Regions from separate parts of the Mus musculus genome. Here all the other regions are linked to region 2. Evidence: chromatin contacts called from public Hi-C data. All regions are on one chromosome and are shown on one strand. Each heading gives the region's core, a stretch centred on a gene start, on an enhancer-like site or on the middle of the called end of the contact. The rest is flanking DNA. Distances are from core to core; before and after follow the strand shown.

The links. A called contact is a pair of places that touch in the nucleus more often than the background predicts.
Region 1: a contact with region 2 is called in a Hi-C map of bone marrow-derived macrophages, with 55 read pairs. The contact joins the promoter of Rnf150 here to the enhancer-like site in region 2. A contact is called at or near these places in 19 of 39 promoter capture datasets (the C10 cell line, the HPC-7 cell line, cancer-associated fibroblasts and 10 more), 2 of 15 datasets of contacts at CTCF or cohesin (the NIH/3T3 cell line and pro-B cells), 11 of 484 Hi-C or Micro-C datasets (the C2C12 cell line, the N1E-115 cell line, adipose-derived mesenchymal stem cells and 7 more), 21 of 115 datasets of contacts at active chromatin or transcription factors (the 230-238 cell line, bone marrow-derived macrophages, craniofacial prominence and 14 more) and 5 of 9 other capture datasets (adipose tissue, bone marrow-derived macrophages, liver and 2 more).
Region 3: a Hi-C map of bone marrow-derived macrophages shows a contact between it and region 2, with 41 read pairs. The contact joins two enhancer-like sites. A contact is called at or near these places in 2 of 484 Hi-C or Micro-C datasets (both in bone marrow-derived macrophages) and 2 of 115 datasets of contacts at active chromatin or transcription factors (the HPC-7 cell line and bone marrow-derived macrophages).

The regions. Positions count from the first base shown.
Region 1 is chr8:82,862,005-82,864,704 of GRCm38.p6, forward strand. Rnf150 (ring finger protein 150) reads left to right here and starts at 1,352. Exons shown (of 7, transcript NM_177378.4): 1 at 1,352-2,486. The coding sequence starts at 2,006.
Region 2 is chr8:83,062,829-83,065,528 of GRCm38.p6, forward strand. The region is part of intron 6 of Rnf150 (ring finger protein 150); the gene reads left to right. Among named protein-coding and RNA genes, the nearest start is that of Tbc1d9, 100 kb to the right of the region's middle. Within about 2 kb of position 1,448, at least 36 of the 459 cell types and tissues checked have an H3K27ac peak or open chromatin away from gene starts, as enhancers often do. A contact at or near this core is called in the HPC-7 cell line, adipose tissue, bone marrow-derived macrophages and 5 more, where this site is marked.
Region 3 is chr8:82,913,330-82,916,187 of GRCm38.p6, forward strand. All of the region lies in intron 1 of Rnf150 (ring finger protein 150), which reads left to right. It also overlaps the pseudogene Gm46045. Among named protein-coding and RNA genes, the nearest start is that of Rnf150, 51 kb to the left of the region's middle. Within about 2 kb of position 1,387, at least 12 of the 459 cell types and tissues checked have an H3K27ac peak or open chromatin away from gene starts, as enhancers often do. A contact at or near this core is called in bone marrow-derived macrophages, where this site is marked.

The DNA.
Region 1 (2,700 bases), core at 102-2,601, 200 kb before region 2:
TTCTCATATAACACCACATTTTTCTGTCCAGACATCTCCCAGGAATCTTCCTCTCACCCAGATTAAACTGCAAGGCCACTTAGAATCTTCCCACCATTAATCCCATCTCATTCTTTCCATCGCTCATCTCTCTCCACCCCTGATGAGCTCACTATGGCTTCTGAACACATCAAACACCAACCTGTCTGATCTATTGTACCTACAACTCCTTCCTATTACCAACAACTGGTCCCCTAATAATCATTCAAGTCCTTCGTCCTTTGAGGATTATATTTAGACATAGGATATATCCAGAATCCATCTTCTGTTTTGTGATGTCCAGACCTAGGATGTGTATATTGTGACAAAAACTGCTGGGCTTCTCAGTGCTTCTCGAGAGGCACAGGAAAGAGAACCAGGTGGAAGATATAATGTAAATCATTAAGCACTACCATATTTGTGTATGTATAAATAAGTAGACATTTTATATTACTGGTTTCTGAAACTACAGAAACCATTAATGAGGAAGTGTAACAACCAACCAGATATCTAATTGTTAAAGAATTCTGCTATTAGAACACGACTCTAGGAAACTGTTCTCCACTGGTTTCTTTTAATCTCTGTCACAACTGGAAAACACAGCTTAAAATGGTAACGAACACACACACACACACACACACACACACACACACACACACATACCACCTACTGACGCTGTGAATCCTCTAAGGCAGGGCTATTAGAGTGGGAATGGAGGCAAAATGTCTCAATCTTAAAGTATGAGGAGAGGTCCATTTTCTAAGAAAACTAACGCCATGCCATGAGCTGGCTTCCAGAGCAGAGGAAAAGAAGTCACTTTTACCCACACCACAGACTGGTCCTTAGACCAGCAGAGTGTGCATCACCAAGGACCCCACCCCTGACTTAATAAATGTGAAATTCTCCTGAATTCATGCTGATCAGTCCTGGTTTAAAACTGGAATTCTGACAGCCACTGTCCTAAATATTCAGGTCTGGGGGGGCGGGGGGGAGGGGCCTCATGACCAATCAGTGCTGGGATAAATACCAGAGAACTCTCTGCACATCTTCCAGCAAACGGAAATGCTGTTCCAGAGAGGTTCCTACACTTTGCTGTATTTAAGACTCCCTCAATTAATTGTTCCCAATTCAAAGGCCTGAAGGTCCTTTTTACCTTTTGCCCGCAACTGTCGAAGCCTGAATTTGAGGCCCAGCAGAGGTCGCTGACGCCCAGGAAGAGAGACAGAGTGAGCGTTGCAAGGGGAGCCCAGGAGCTTTGACATCATACTAAGCTCCTCCTTGCACGCGCACATCACACACACACACACACACACACACACACACACACACACACACACACACACACACACACACACAAATACAGACACACACAAAACGCTGTATCCCTCTCCTCACGCTCTCCCCCATCCCATCTGCCCCGTACCTCCCCCTCCCTCGGCAAGTGAGTGTCCCGGGCGTAGCCACCTAGTCTGGCCAGAAGCGCAGCGCCTACTGCCCATGGGAACCCACGCATAACAGGAGCGACCTCCGCGTCTGCAGCGGGACCGATAGTCCCAGCACCGAGGATCTCCAGCACCCCACCCCCGCCCCGCTCGGCCGCGACAAGCAGAGCCGCCACCCCTTCCAAACCCGAGGACCCCGCCACCTCTATGAGAGAAGGCGACACGGGGCAAAGGAACAGGACGCCTGGCAGCCGGACTCCCCCGCAAGTGCGCGGCGCCCGCTCCGCGACCGCGCCGCGATCACCCGGGAAGCCCGATGCCAGCGCCGCGCTTCGGCTGAGAGGGGACAGGGCGGGTTTCTCCCGCTCGTCCCGGATCCGGTCTCCGCAGCGTCTGCGCGTCCCAGCCGGAGCTCCGCCGGCCAGGGAGTGAGTCGCAGCGACAGGAGAACCAGAGTGGCTGCCCGGGGTTGGCCGGGGCAGGGAAAGGAGGGACGGAGCGGGGGGAGGGCGCAGGGGGCGGGGAGGGGACCCCGGAGGAGAGAGATGACAATGTCTCTCATCCAAGCGTGCCGCAGTCTGGCTCTCTCAACATGGCTGCTTTCCTTTTGTTTCGTGCATCTGCTCTGCCTGGACTTCACCGTGGCGGAGAAGGAGGAATGGTACACCGCCTTCGTGAACATCACCTATTTGGAGCCCGAGCCCGGGGCCGCGGTGGCGGGCAGCGGTGGCGGCGCGGAGCTGCACACGGAGAAGAGCGAGTGCGGGCGATACGGGGAGCACTCGCCCAAGCAGGACGCGCGCGGCGAGGTGGTCATGGCCAGCTCGGCCCAAGACCGCCTGGCTTGCGACCCCAACACCAAGTTCGCCGCGCCGGCCCACGGCAAGCACTGGATAGCCCTCATCCCCAAGGGCAACTGCACGTACAGGGATAAGATCCGGAACGCGTTCCTGCAGAACGCCTCCGCTGTGGTCATCTTTAACGTGGGCTCCAACACAAACGAGACCATCACCATGCCCCACGCAGGTGAGCAACCCGGGGGGTGCCTGGCGGACGTGGGGGAGGGGAGCCCGAGAAGCGTCTAGGGAGATCTAGCACCGCCTCCGGGGCACCTCTGGCTGAGAAGTCCGTGCAGCACCAGAGACCAGTCTCTTATGTATGAACCTATTAAGTTTTGTTGTGCGTCGCTTGGGGGACAGGTTACAAGCATGAGAGGTTTCAGTATGTTGGGGGAGTATCG
Region 2 (2,700 bases), core at 198-2,697:
TCTGTGTCCTCTCTATTCGGAAGCAGTCCTTTCTTCCCCTCTGGGACAAATACCTCTCCCTCGTCCCCTTTCTCTCTTTCATTCCCTCCTCTTTCTCCTTCTTTCTGTATCTCCTGTCTTTGTCCCTTATCCCTGCCCTCTGTCTCTCTGGGGCAAATAAATGCCCTTTGTGCTAAGAGCCTGGTCTGAGAACTTGGTCTCAGAGGATACAGTATTCAAACTGTATGTGTGCATAGCATGTATATTGTCTTATAACAATACAAATGACAAGTGGTGCGGATTCTGTTGGGAAACAAACAAAATGTAGCAGGTTAGTCAGGCATGGTGGCTCATGCCTGTAATCTCAGTACTTGGAAGGCTGAGGCAGGAGAATTGTCTATGTGTTCGATGCATGAGGTGGTGGCAAAGCTCCCACCTCCAGATCCTAACATTGCTGAACTCCCTAGCTCCTGTTACTTCTTCAGTTCTAGCCTCAAATACATGGGCAAGAACTGCCTCTCAGGGGCAAATGTAGAATACAAGTTCAAAGTCTTACTGTTGTTCTAAATGCCAAGAACTGGAAATGTTTGTAAGCAGGAAGAGTGGGTTAAGTTACAATTTTATAGCATCCTGACTTGCCCACTGCTCTGTTATACATTTAGGTAGGGTCTACATTTTCTAAGAAGGTACAATAACACACTCAACTAAGTCAATTGCAGACTTTTTTGTTGGGACATTAACCTGTGCTACAAACCCACAACATTAGGCCTCTTTTCCATAGCTAAAACTTAGGCCTTAAGCAGTCAAGGTTTTTGTTTTGTTTTGTTTTATTTTGTTTTGTTTAAAAATTTATTTATTGTTATATGTAAGTACACTGCAGCTGTCTTCTCACACACCAGAAGAGGGCATCAGATCTCATTAGGGATGGTTATGAGCCACCATGTGGTTGCTGAGATTTGAACTCAGGACCTTCAGAAGGGCAGTCAGTGCTCTTAACCCCTGAGCCATCTCTCCAGCCCCAAGCAGTCAAGTTTTATGCTACACTTTGAGGCCTTCCCTTGTACCAGGTCCCCCAAAGGCATCACTTGCGAACTGTTCTTCAAACTGGCTGAGGGCCGACTATGGGTACTTGTAAGAGGAGGTGATAAGATCAAGCTTTCTACTACACAAAAGATCTGCCGTCTCCTTTAAATCGGCTTCTCTGTGTTTTGCTGAAGGGAGCAGGTAGTCAGAACGGTCAGAAATTTAAGACACCTCCAATCTTAAATTGACCTTGGCAGTTGAACAGGTGGATGTAAATGAGTCCTACGCGCAGAGCCAAACACACGCACGTCAGGGCTGAGTCTCCAGCGTTGAGCTCTGTAGCTTGGAATCTGTTTTTATATTTTGCAAGGATTCTGTATTTCTCAAATCTTCTGTTTAAATACTTCCTTGTTTTTGAACATGCTGAGTAAGAGGGCATTTTCCTGTTTCTGTCCCCTCCCCCTCTCCAACCCTTCCTAGAGCCAAGTAAATGATCCTTCCTTGCTGTGACCTAGGACCTAGGCCTTTAAACCAGACCTGTGTTCCTCCAGAGCCCAGCTCTTCAGTTTCTTCTGGCTACTTGCTGCACTATCATATAACAGGAGGGCAAGGAGTGGGCATCTGACTGTCATGTGGTAAAGATCGCTTTATGAAATGTGGGTACATTGACCTACCTCCAACAACAGTGAAGAAATACAGCGTTATAGAAACAATGGGGCTGTAGTTACAAAGGGAAGGCCCTGTGCTAGCATGTTACTGAGCTGAGAAGGAGCCCAGGAGGCTGCACATGAAAGATGGAGGCAGGTTCCCAATGAATATGCTACAATAATAAATACATTAATAATACAGCTGACACAGCATTGCTGGAGTGTGTGTGTGTGTTTGTGTGTGTGTGTGTCACTCTGTGTGTGTGTGTCTGTGTATGTGTGTGTATCTATGTGTGTGTGTGTGTGTATCTGTGTGTGTGTGTGTGTGTGTGTGTGTGTGTGTGTGTGTGTGTGTGTGTGCATGTATATGTGTACACTCTGGAGAGTAAACCCAGGGCTTTGTGCATGCTAAGCAAATGTTCTACCACTGCCTTCATTCTCTGCAGTACTTCTGGAAGTAGCAGCATGATGGCATCCATATAAATTAAATGAAGTTGTAAGCTTCTACCTAGCATTCAGATCCTTGCCCAGTCTGAGCCCAGCCTGCCCTTCTTCTCCCATTGCCCACATTAACTAAAACAAAGAAAGCAGGACAGACATCATCTATGTTTTTCAAAAGGGGGAAATAATAAAACTTCTTCTCAAACTCTTTCCCCCTCAAAAAAGAGAGAGAGAGAGAGAGAGAGAGGAAAGCACACTTCCAGCTCAGTGAGGCATCTTCATCCTGATGCCAAAGTCAGAGATAACACAAGGAGGGGATACTACGAGCCAGACTCCCTCATGTTTATTCATGCAAAAATCTTCAAAGTATTATTAAGTTTAATTCCCAGATATGGGAACATAATATACACCATTCCCAGGCAGAGTAGGCAGCTCTGCAAAGAAGATACCCAAGCGGCCATGCATTTGTAAAGATCGTCAGCATTAGTTCACTATCAGGGCAACGCACATCAAACCACCAGAGCATAATCACCGTAAACCTATTAAGATGGCCACTGTCAAAGTCTGTTGTTGTTTAGTGTTGTCTAGGGTACACTGTTGGTTAAAATGT
Region 3 (2,858 bases), core at 137-2,636, 150 kb before region 2:
AGGTCTGAGTTATAACTCTGCATCACCTGTAGAGATGGTACGCAAGATATATGACTTTGTGTGCTTAGGCAGAAATCATTCCAGTTCAAGGAGGTGCCATTTGATAGACCAAACAAGGTCAGTGTCACAGTCCAGGGATCTTAAGGACATTCAAGTAAATTTGCATAATGTTCACTTGCATAGATACTTTCCAGTGTCTAATTCCAATGTCCTTTTATCTTCTGAGAGAAAATTGTACCTATTTCTTATCTCATTCATAAATAAGCAATCTTATTGTCTTTAAATTTTGACTTTTCATTTAGAAAACCAGAACTATACAAACAAGGGGCGGGGGTCATCCTGTACTTTATTCTGTAAACTTCTTTGTTCCTAAGAGTTTCATGTAGTTTCCCCCCCCCTCCAAAAAAAAAACCTCACAGATTAGAAATCTTGGTAAATGTTCAACCTTAGACAGCTAGTCAAAAATGGAAAAGCTCATTGCTGATATTACAGAAGCAAGCAGGCCCGCAGAGACTAAGTTTGATGATGCACATGGAACCTAAGACTTGTTAAGCTAACACTCTAACAGCATATAAAGCAGTATCACGGAGTCAAACCTTCTGCCTTGGTTTATTTTTTAATATTTTAGATTTTATTATTTTATATGTGAGAGTTTTGCCTTTATATGTATCTGTGCACCACATATACTGGTCCTTGAGGAGGTGGTGAGCCTTCATGTGGGTGCTGGGAATTGAACCTGAGTCCTTTGAAATGAAAACAAATGCTCTTAGTCACTGAGCCAACTCTCCAGCTCCCTTCTGCCTTGTTTTTAATTCAACAAATAATGCTTGCTTGCAGGATGCCACTTGTCACCACGCTGATGTTAACCCCCAGCCACTTTCCACCCATCACTACTGTTAGTGGTTTGGTTTTTATCTTTTATCTTTATGTTAGTAGGCTTTAAATGAATATGATATAATTATTATTAGATACTCTTTATAATGAAGGAAAGCCATCCCATGTGCAAGGCATTCTGAGCCATCAAAAATTGACAGCATAATGCTTACAGCACCAGGCCAAACAGAAACATAGAGAGCCAATGAAGGCTAAGACACCCTAGTTCTTCATCTATGAGAGCCAGAACAGAGTACATCTTGTAATTTAATCTACAAAGGTACAAGTTCTGCGTCTGCCATTATCTGGCTATGTGGCTGTGGGTTTGTTAATTGAAAACTAGAGAATTAGTAGCACTTAGCTCTCAGGGCTTTTGGTGCCTTGAATGGAAGTGTTCCCTGTGAGCGCTGTTCCAGCTGACGGTGTGACTTGGGAAGGTAGGAACCTTTAGATGGTAGAGCCTGTCTACAGGAAGTGAGTCATGTGGGACCTGTTTTACAGCCTGTTCCCACTTCCTGTTCACTCTCTGCTCAGTGACTATGGATGCAATGTCACCAGCAAGACTCCCACTCCTGCAGCTATGGCTTCCTCCACATGAAGAAATGATCCCTTCCTTCTCACTGTAACTCAGAATCAACTCTCCCTCCCTTACATTCCTTCATGCTAGGTAATTAATCACGGCAATCATGAAAGTAGCTAACACAGAGATGTAATAGCAGTAGCTTGGTTATGATGAGCTAAATGCTTAGACTCGAGGGTGATATGCAGCAAATGCTTAATGTATGTTTATTAAGGAGAACTATAAAATAGGGAGGAATTCAAAGAAATGCTGAGTCATCTTGGTCTAATGTGATGGCCAAAAATGTATACAAGGTAAAAGGCATTACGATTGACCATTTCACTTCTATATTTAAAGCCCACACTCACCACAAATATGCACACACATGTACACATGGAGTCAACGCAAGCACACAAGCACACACACAGCTAGAATCTACAAATACCTGCAAAGGATTTTGTGAGTCTAAAGCACAGCACAGCAATTTGCAGAGAACAAGATCTAAAAACTCAGTTGGTTCACTAAACTGAAGACCCCATTTTTCCCTCCTTAAGGAACTAAAATAATATCTGTTTCACATCAACATGTTCTTGCATCCTCAAAGTGGGGCAGATGACTTATTTTTATCAAAAACCTTGAGAAAACTAAGCAAGACAGAATGGGGGTGTAACCCAACTACTTGGGGGCTGAGGCAGGAGGCTGGTGTGTTCAAGACCTGACTGAACTAGAGTGAGCACTTAGTGAGACCCCTGTCTCAAAACTTGAAAAACACAAACAACCCTCCCCAAAAAAAACAGTCTTGGAAAGGATTTATACAATTTTCCTACAAATTTATCTTTTTAAGAATTTCACATAATGAAATAACTTTAGCACAAAGATGTTTATGTCTAAGTTTATTAAAAAGTCAACTTTCATAAATCTAGATAGGATGAGGAAGAAGAGTGATTCAAACACAGATGCCTCAGTAGAATTTGAAATACCTAGTCTCTCGAAAGGAATTCTTTCGATTTTGAAATATAGTTTATTCATGCCAATGAAGGTAGAGAGCATATATTTAATTCAAGTTACTTTTTTAAGAAAGTGGAATATGCTATAAATAAATTATTTGTCTAGTGACTCGTATAGTGAAATATTTACTTGCATAAGCTTGTGAATATTTGAGTCATTAAAACTTTTTAAAACATACTTTTAATACCAAATAGAAAGCTATCAGAAAACCCTCGTGACTTTCCCCTGGTTTATCCCCTTTCTTTAAGCATTTTAACAAATTTTAAAATTTCTTCAGTTTTGAAATTTGGCTTATGTATATCCTCTGAAGTAGAGCTTGTTTAATTCAAATCTTTTTTAGTGTAGGTAGCATGTATTCAAATATGTCACTTTGCTAATGGCTCACTTAAAGTATGATAAAATAAGTTAAGCATTGGGT